Linked DNA regions of Mus musculus: regions 1 and 2 are each linked to region 3. The links are chromatin contacts, called in public Hi-C maps. All regions are on one chromosome and are shown on one strand. Each heading gives the region's core, a stretch centred on a gene start, on an enhancer-like site or on the middle of the called end of the contact. The rest is flanking DNA. Distances are from core to core; before and after follow the strand shown. Region 1 has its middle 22 kb from the start of Gm12707. Region 2 overlaps Fggy (FGGY carbohydrate kinase domain containing). Region 3 overlaps Fggy (FGGY carbohydrate kinase domain containing).

Region 1 (2,760 bases), core at 111-2,610, 200 kb before region 3:
TACTGTATCTGCATTTTTATCTCTTAAAACACTAGAATTAAAACACTTAAAACACGTCATTGATTTTCAGCTCCAAATTGTACATCCATCAGTTAAACTGTCAAGTCTCAGCTTACTCACCTGAAAAGTGGCATGCTCTTCAGCAGTTAGTTATGAACTTCACTCCTGTATAAGTTCAATAGGGGACTGTCTCATACAGCTGCTTAGCCTGTAGCCTAACTAACATTCATGTGGCTCTTCACAAGGGATTAATTCACACCAAAACATGAAAACAGCTTGGCAAATGGCCAAAAACACAATAAATTATTTGCTCCTCAAACATTGTAGGTAGACTTTCCTAGGGACTGAAAATATCACCTTCAGAGTCTTTTTATAGTTTCTTGCTTGTGCCTCACTATAAACTTAGGGAGTAGGAATTAGTTTTTTTCTCATTGTGTCATAGAAACCAGGTCTCCAACAAGAAGCTTGTTAACACTAACATGCAAATATTCAGCATTCCTGGTAACCCTGGAGAGGAGGGACACAATAACCTGTGGCCGGACAAAGCTGCTTCTAAAGGTTCTCTTGATGCAGAGGCCTAACTCCTAATTAAAATCTAAGCCCTACCTAAAACAAGGTAAAATGTGTGAGGACTTAAATAATGCTATTTTAATCACCCTAGCTTTTTCCTTCTTGTTAGCCTAAAATCGAGTTGAAGTAACCAGGCAGCCTCTGATTCTATCACAGACTTTGTCATTCAAGAGACATTTTAATAAAATTACATGGCCAGGGGTAGAATACTTGTATCCACTTTCATAACTCATAATAAACACGTGAGACTCCCTCCCTCTTTTCACAAATGGAGAAATGAAGATACACAGAGGTCAGGCAACTTGCCCATAGTTCATAGTCAACAAGTGAGATCATCCGAGTTAAGTCCTCCACATCTTAGCTGGCAGTTTTGAAGGGCCTGGTTAACTCTCAGTCGCTGCAGTCTGAGCATCCCTAATCCAAAGATCCCAAGTTTGGAGTGCTCCCAAAGCAGATTGTGGAGCACTTCTGCATCATAGATTTGTTGATTAAGATTTTCTAACAGGTGAATAACAAAATCCAAATAATTTGAAACATGTTATGCCTATATATTTTGAATAAGGGATGGCCAACTGTATTTTCACAATTTTGAATAGTAGGTAGAGATATCAATTAAATTCTTCCAACTCTAATTTCACTCTTGCACTTTCCCTCTTAGACTCCCTGTACCACACTTTGCATGAGATAACCCACCCAAGCATGTTGATAGCATCCCTTGCACAGATAGCCTCTGTGCCAAGGTTTGCTGTCTGTGATTTCTATGCCCTTGGCCTCTAACCACCACATGAACGTCATCCACAGCAATAATGACGAGTGCCTGCAGCTCAGACCACTGAGAGAAGTCCAGTGTTGTTCTGTTCCCCTCCTCTTATCTCATGTCCACATCAGCATCTCCATTTGATGGATGCAGAACACTGAAGTAACTTTTCAAGGCCACACAGCTAACATCCATCAGCTTCGGTTGGCAACAACCCAGATGGCCTCAGAAATCTTCTTCTCAACCACCATGGTACTCCATCTCTCTTATTCCATGGGGAGGGCTCTGTTTCAGTCACCTGAGGCATCAACGTACCCATGACCCCTGAGCATTTGAACTGCTTAGTCCCAGCTCATAAGCTGTTGATTCTCTAGTTTGCCTTGCTACATGCCGTTGGGCTTCACAGATTCCTGGGTACTGAACTTTCTCTTTGGAAATCTGCTGGAATTTGTGCCTGGGACAGCTGCCTGGACCTCTTACTCTTGCCCAGCCCAAACTTTCTGGAAATCTGCTTTGCCTGCCTCCCTGGATACCAGGTCACCACCCTCCAGGCCTCCCCAGTGGCCTCCCCAGTAATCCCCCCACCCTGTACGTGCAGCTGTTTCTGGAGGAGCTACACTCAGGCCCAACCCCAAATGCCTGTTGTGACATCCTGAAAGAATCTGACTGAGGCCACTTGGGTGTTAGCCCCGTCTACAGACTCGAAGCATAAGAGGTATAGAGGAAAGAGCCAGCTGAGTCCCTACACAATAGCTATGTGCAAGTTATTCCGCCTCCTTGAAGTTTATCAGCTGCAAAACTAAAAGCAGTGATGCACATCCCATAGTGAGGTTAGTGGGTTCAGTGAGATTGATTGCATGTTGTATGTGAGCTTGGGCACAATTTGGGGAAGATATTCCTCTGGCATGTACACGCTCTCTAAAGCCTAGAATCTCATACTTTTAATAAAAATTCAGTTTGGAAAGAGAGAAATATTGAACTTTGCATTTTGGTGAAATAGCTTAGAGAAAATATCCTTCTCAGGGCATGTCCTCAGCAGGAGTCATCTCTCCCCCTTCCTCTTTTTTAAATGGAAAATAACAAAGTCATTAGTTGTCACTTTTATGCTCCAATTTTCAAAGGTGTAATTCAAATAAAGTTAACACTAAAGTAATAAACCAATATATCATAGAAAGTTTCATTAAAAAGGAAAGTGTTTTAGATTTACTTTTTCAAGATTCTACATGTTATTTTGCTTTTTTGAGAAAGAGTCTCAGTGTCAGGCTACAACTGATCTCAAACTTAAAATTATCCTCCGTCAGTACTAACAGTTTTGGGATCCACATGCAAAGAGAGAATTAGCATCAGGTTGGAGACTATATCTCTACATTTCAAATGACTGTCCTATTTTGTGCCACTTGTGTAACATAAGAAAAGGTATTTAACCTCTCTGG
Region 2 (2,776 bases), core at 55-2,554, 200 kb after region 3:
TATCATCGAGCCTCAGTTCCTTTTTAACAAACCTTACTGAGTTGGTACAAATCTGAGAATGAAAGCCATTGAGCACACTGCCTGTTACTAGGAAAAATACTAATATTATTATTCTTTGCATTAATTCAACACTCCGGACAAACTCATCCAGATAGATCATATATTATTCTACTTTATAGAAAGAAATTAAAGCACAAGATTTTTGAAGGTTAGTAGTAGAACGAGGTTTTAAACTCAGGTGGCCTGACTTCAGACACACTAATATATCCCTCATGCCCCATGCTGTGGAAGATACCTATTCAGAGATGGCTGTGCTAGGGGTTGGAAATAAAGCAGATGTCCCTGCAGTCAGTAGTAAGGAAGACACTATTTCTTCTCATTGTTGGAAAGACTGGCAGGGCTGAGCCTACAGCTGTGGTAACAGTAACTCTTACCAGGTGGGGCAGGTGAGCAGGCAGCAGAGCTAATCCTGCGTCACTACCTCCCCTGCGGTAGCACTGCAGCCACTTATGCTGATCTTAGTGGTTTTGCTAAGAGAGAAGAAACAAGTTGTTTATTTGTAGGTCGCTGGTATCCGTATGACACTTAAGGATGATTATAATAAGTGAGTAAACATGCTACTAGAATAAAAATCACACGCCAAGTACTTACATCCTCATACTCAAAGCCTTCAGGTACCACAGCAGGCTATGTAAACGTGGGGAGAGCCTGGCTAGAGAAACTTACTAGAGAAGTGTTACTGGCAGACACTGAAACTCCAGCCATGGCCTGGTGAGAGCCCCAGGGAACATCTTTGGGATGTGGCAGTTTGTCTCTGACCTGGATTAAGGGGATTAGTTTGATGGAACATTACATCGTGAATGCAGATCTGGAAAGCATTTCAGGTCATGTGGTGTTTGGTCATGGCATTGAGAACACAAGCTACTTTTAGGAGATGGCATTTTTCCTGGGACCAAATTTTTAAAATTACCATTTCTTTACAAACTAACTTAGAAATCAGTTTCTTCATGGGTGTTTTATAGAAACAGAATTTATTTTGTCTCACCAGGTTGAAAGCTCAGCATGATAACAGAAACTTGTGGGGTTTCCAGGGGTGTCACTGAGCCTACAGATTGGTAGATGAATAGCATGCTACTTTGGCTGGTTGCTTCCTCAGCCAGTTTTCTAGCACAGTGACATTACTGGCTGGGGAGTGTAGGGCCTAAGAACTAAATCTCTTTACCAGTCTGGCACGAGAGGAGTGCTAACGTGAAGCACCGCATCAATCAAGAAGGGGAGCAGATGCTGAAGTGTATCAGATGTCAGTAAACAAGCCCACAGGAAGGTCCCTGAACTTGGCATCCTTCAAGCGAAAACACACTACAGCCTTCATGTCAGAGCTCTGAACTTTTATAAACTGCAGTAAGTGATATGTGTGGGTTTTTTCCCCCCTGGCTGGACAGCTGCTACTGTTCCACTTTCATTTGGAGATGATATGTTATATGTTCTAAGTGTTTTTAATCTGTAATTTTAAAGAATACATTTAGTGCTCAGAGTATTAGTGGTTGCCAGCCTGGAATTACAGTTTATCAAGTGTCTTTCCAGTGAGGAATTTTTTATTTTTCTCATCTAGTAACCCCTCTTTGTTTTTACTTTATACAGTATAATTCACCCAATAAATAGGACCGTAAATAGGAGCACAGATTCTGATATCATGCAAGACTAAGCTCAAGTCTCAGGTTCAGATTTCATAACTATGTATTGGGTAAATCCACTGGCCTTTCCAAACCTGTTTCCTTACTTCAAAGACTGAGATTCTGGAGTGTACACCTCATGTGGGGGTTGAGGAGATTAAGTGATGATATGTTCAAAATATTTGGCACAGTCACTGGCGTGAGTCATCCCTCAATGAAAAGGACAGATAGATGCAGAGTGGATGATAACTGTTAGCTGCCTGTGTTCAGTGTTAGTTCTCTACATGTATGATAAGTTCTGCTGGTGATGCTTGGGATCAAACCTAGAGCCTTGTGCCAAGCAAATGCTGTGCCACCAAGTTACTCCTAGAGCCTGGCCCTTGGCCAGTTTGCACTCAAGAGCACGTACCCAGCACTGCTCTGCTCGCTCCGTATTATATACCACCGGTTCCTTTGCCCCTGGACTGGCTGATAGGAGAAAACAAATTACTTAATCAAGTTCACACTTTGTACACAAGTTGGAATGTTTCTATCCCTAATTCCATGTTCTTTCTCCTGAAGAGAGCCAAGCATGAGAGCATGCCAAGTAGAATTTAGGTTAAAATTTAAAAAAGAAAGAAATCCCAGCCAGGTTCCTACCATCAAGGATCTGACAGTGAGTGAGATTTAAAAGCAATAACCAGAAACCAGAGTGGACCATTGCGTGATTGGCTGGCCTGCCAGTCATGGACAGAAGTAGGACCTCAAAGCATGGCTTCCACAGTGAGTGGGCATTGGAGGGTAAACGAACACGTTCATTTTAGACCAGGCGGGAGAGCAGTATGACGATTTGTAGAGGTGCCAGTGAGAGTGACAGAATGATGTCAGACGAGTTTAGTCTGGGGAAGGATTCCAAGCCCGCAATACTGGAGAGAACACTGGGTCTGTAAGGAGCACAGCCCACTGGCATTGGGGCTGGTAGAGCAGCCTCCTGTTTAAGAAAGCAAACAAAAGTTTAGAACTGATTATACCCCACCCCCAAATTAACAAGGTGAAGTGTAAATTAATCCCACCTGTGAATAGAAGGAAAAACAAAAGCACTTAAGCTTGTGAGAAACCGTGCA
Region 3 (2,740 bases), core at 88-2,587:
GAGAGGCTTCCCCTGAGCCTCTGCCTATATATCAGCATGTTCAGTCTATATATCAGCATGTTCAGTCTATATATCAGCATGTTCTGCCTATATATCAGCATGTTCATCATCTTATGATGTTTGCTACTCTCCAGAAACACATTGTTTAATTCCTTGATTTTATTGAGGGAGAAGATATGAACCCTTCAAATATCGTCTTGGCTTCTTGAAGTCAATAGCCTTAGTATTTTCTCTCCAGTGCCTAGAAATATGGCTAAAACTTTAGTTGGAAGCCAGGAGATGCCTTAGTTTGTAAACTGCACTTGCTGTGTAAGCATAAAAACAAAATTCTGATTCCAATACTCATGTAAAAATCCAGGCATGGTGGTAGGCACATATAATCCTCACACTGGGGAGGTAGAGGCAAGAGGAGCTCTTGAGCTTGCTGGCCTGCTATCTTCTCTGAATCAGTGAGTTACAGATACAACGTTAGACACTATCTAAAAAAAAAAAAGTAGGGAGGAATTGAGGAAAATATTAGACAATGACACCTTGCCTTTACATGGGTACATACATGCACATATGCGCACAGGCATTCACAAACATACTACATATACACACACTAAATAAATAAAAAGATAGATAGATAGATAATCATTTAAATCCTTAGTCAGCTCTGGTGATTATTAGTTGAAAGGGTGGATGTACATGGTTGTGGTTTAACCCCCCATGATGGCTGTAGCTCTCTTAGCCAGGCTAAGCAGTGCATATACAGTCTTGGAGATTATTTTTCTGATTTTTATTTATTTTCAAAGTTCCGTTTACTGCCAGACTTGTAATTGATAAAAACAAAAATTTTGCAACAGATGGTACCACCTGCAATACAACTAAGTCGTCGTCGTCGTCGTCGTCGTCGTCGTCGTCGTCGTCGTCGTCGTCGTCTTCTTCTTCTTCTTCTTCTTCTTCTTCTTCTTCTTCTTCTTCTTCTTCTTCTTCTTCTTCTTCTTCTTCTTCTTCTTCTTCTTCTTCTTCTTCTTCTTCTTCTTCTTCTCCTATCCCTACCTCTCCCCGTCAGATATCAATAAACAAAGTTGTTTTTTTTAATTCTTCATTTGGAGGAAGGGTACATTTACTATTGTGAGTCAGGCAAGGAAAGTCTGTAACCACAGGGACAGCTGGAGAGTCAGGTCCATAGAGGGTACCCAGGGCAGGTGAGAAGGCGCCTCCCTGTCTGCTAACAGCAGCTGGGTACTAGCCCTGCCCTCCCCAAAGACATTCAGTTGAAACCAGTGCTCTATGGGATTCTTCCCAGCTGACAGAAGCAGATGCCTGCGGGCAGCAGAGAATCTGCCTGTGGCACCAGTGGCAGAGGTGCCATTCATTTATGACTCATGAAGACAGGAGATGGCTGAGGGGCCAGTCAGTTGCCTCGTGTTTCCTTCCTCGGCTGGCACAATCCACTTTGCTCTAGCTTTGCTCTGGATGTAGTTTCTGCACTAGGAGAATTTCCTTTGCTTATGCTCACAAGGGCAAAACTGGGCCAGAGATATGGAAAGCTCTACATATTCCATTAAAGCATTTGAGCCAATTCATAGTTCCTGCCTTTACCTGTCACAGGAGGGAGCCTGTCAGGATTCCATCACAAGCAATCTGTTAAGAGCAGCAGCTCCTCTGTGCAGTCTGAGGAGGCAAAGAAGGCCGTCACAGTACCTTCCATGACTTAGCTAGGATGGATGGGCAGTTGAGAGGTGGAGTGCATGGTGGACATAACAGTGCACGAGAGGGAGGCTGTTTCTGTTCTTGGGCTGGAAAGGTTACTTAGTAAGTCACTTAATTAACCCCAGTGGCTTTTGGCTCACTCATCTCTAACAAGGGATGCTGGCTGTGGACATGGGACGGCAGATAAATTAGTTAGTTCTAGTGAGTTGTGAGTTGCTGTCAGGAGCACAATGGAGGGACAGGGAAATTCAGTCTCTGCTAAGAGAGGAACAGCAGTCACCTCTTGATGTTTGCTCAGTGTGTGGATGGGGGTGGGGTAGTCACACTTGCCAAGTGTAATTGGATTCGCTGGTAACTTCTGCCTAAGTTATGTGTCCATCTGTTGTGCGGTGACTCTAGAGAAGCTGGATAATGTTTCCCAATTATAATAATTTCTCAGGACTCTATTATGATGGTGAGGAATATACACCTAGCCATTATTATATTTAAGATTATGTTATTTAAAAGTGGGGCTTGGGAGATGGCTCAGTCAGTACAGTGCTTGCTGAGGATCTAAGTTCAGGTCCTTCAAACTTGTGTAAAATCCTGGGCATGCCAGTGCATACTCACAGTTCCAGCACTGGGTTGAGCAGAGACAGGAGGATCTTTGGAGCTCCCTGGCCAGCTAGCTTAGCCAAGTGAGTGATCTTCAGGATCAGTGAGACAGAAAATAATGTGCAGAGAAACTGATGTAGACTCTTAATATCAACTCCAGGCTTGCATACGCACATATGCATCACACCACACTCATAGGGGCATTCTCTCTCTCTCTCTCTCTCTCTCTCACACACACACACACACACACACACACACACACACACACACACAATTCCTTATAGTCAGAGGGACTAAGGGTCATATGATTAGACAACTTGCCCATGATAACTGAGCTAGTAATGATAGTTGAACTCCCAGCGGGAGTTCCATTCTAGGGCTTCAGGTCTTCATATTCCCCATGATGAATGGCCACTCATCCTACTTCCAAACTAAAGCACATCTTAGT

What was found. Hi-C and Micro-C count contacts between places; a contact is called where the count stands out from the background.
Region 1: a contact with region 3 is called in a Hi-C map of myocytes, with 2.7 times the contacts expected there. The contact joins two enhancer-like sites. A contact is called at or near these places in 3 of 484 Hi-C or Micro-C datasets (myocytes, nephron progenitors and uterus).
Region 2: a Hi-C map of myocytes shows a contact between it and region 3, with 5 times the contacts expected there. The contact joins two enhancer-like sites. A contact is called at or near these places in 1 of 39 promoter capture datasets (hippocampal neurons), 1 of 15 datasets of contacts at CTCF or cohesin (large pre-B cells), 6 of 484 Hi-C or Micro-C datasets (the 3T3-L1 cell line, 3T3-L1-derived adipocytes, CD8 T cells and 2 more) and 2 of 115 datasets of contacts at active chromatin or transcription factors (bone marrow-derived macrophages and fibro-adipogenic progenitors).

What each region holds. Positions count from the first base shown.
Region 1 is chr4:95,461,786-95,464,545 of GRCm38.p6, forward strand. No RefSeq gene overlaps it. Among named protein-coding and RNA genes, the nearest start is that of Gm12707, 22 kb to the right of the region's middle. Within about 2 kb of position 1,361, at least 22 of the 459 cell types and tissues checked have an H3K27ac peak or open chromatin away from gene starts, as enhancers often do. A contact at or near this core is called in myocytes, where this site is marked.
Region 2 is chr4:95,860,012-95,862,787 of GRCm38.p6, forward strand. The region is part of intron 14 of Fggy (FGGY carbohydrate kinase domain containing); the gene reads left to right. Among named protein-coding and RNA genes, the nearest start is that of Hook1, 110 kb to the right of the region's middle. Within about 2 kb of position 1,305, at least 36 of the 459 cell types and tissues checked have an H3K27ac peak or open chromatin away from gene starts, as enhancers often do. A contact at or near this core is called in muscle stem cells and myocytes, where this site is marked.
Region 3 is chr4:95,662,519-95,665,258 of GRCm38.p6, forward strand. All of the region lies in intron 5 of Fggy (FGGY carbohydrate kinase domain containing), which reads left to right. Among named protein-coding and RNA genes, the nearest start is that of Fggy, 110 kb to the left of the region's middle. Within about 2 kb of position 1,338, at least 12 of the 459 cell types and tissues checked have an H3K27ac peak or open chromatin away from gene starts, as enhancers often do. A contact at or near this core is called in muscle stem cells and myocytes, where this site is marked.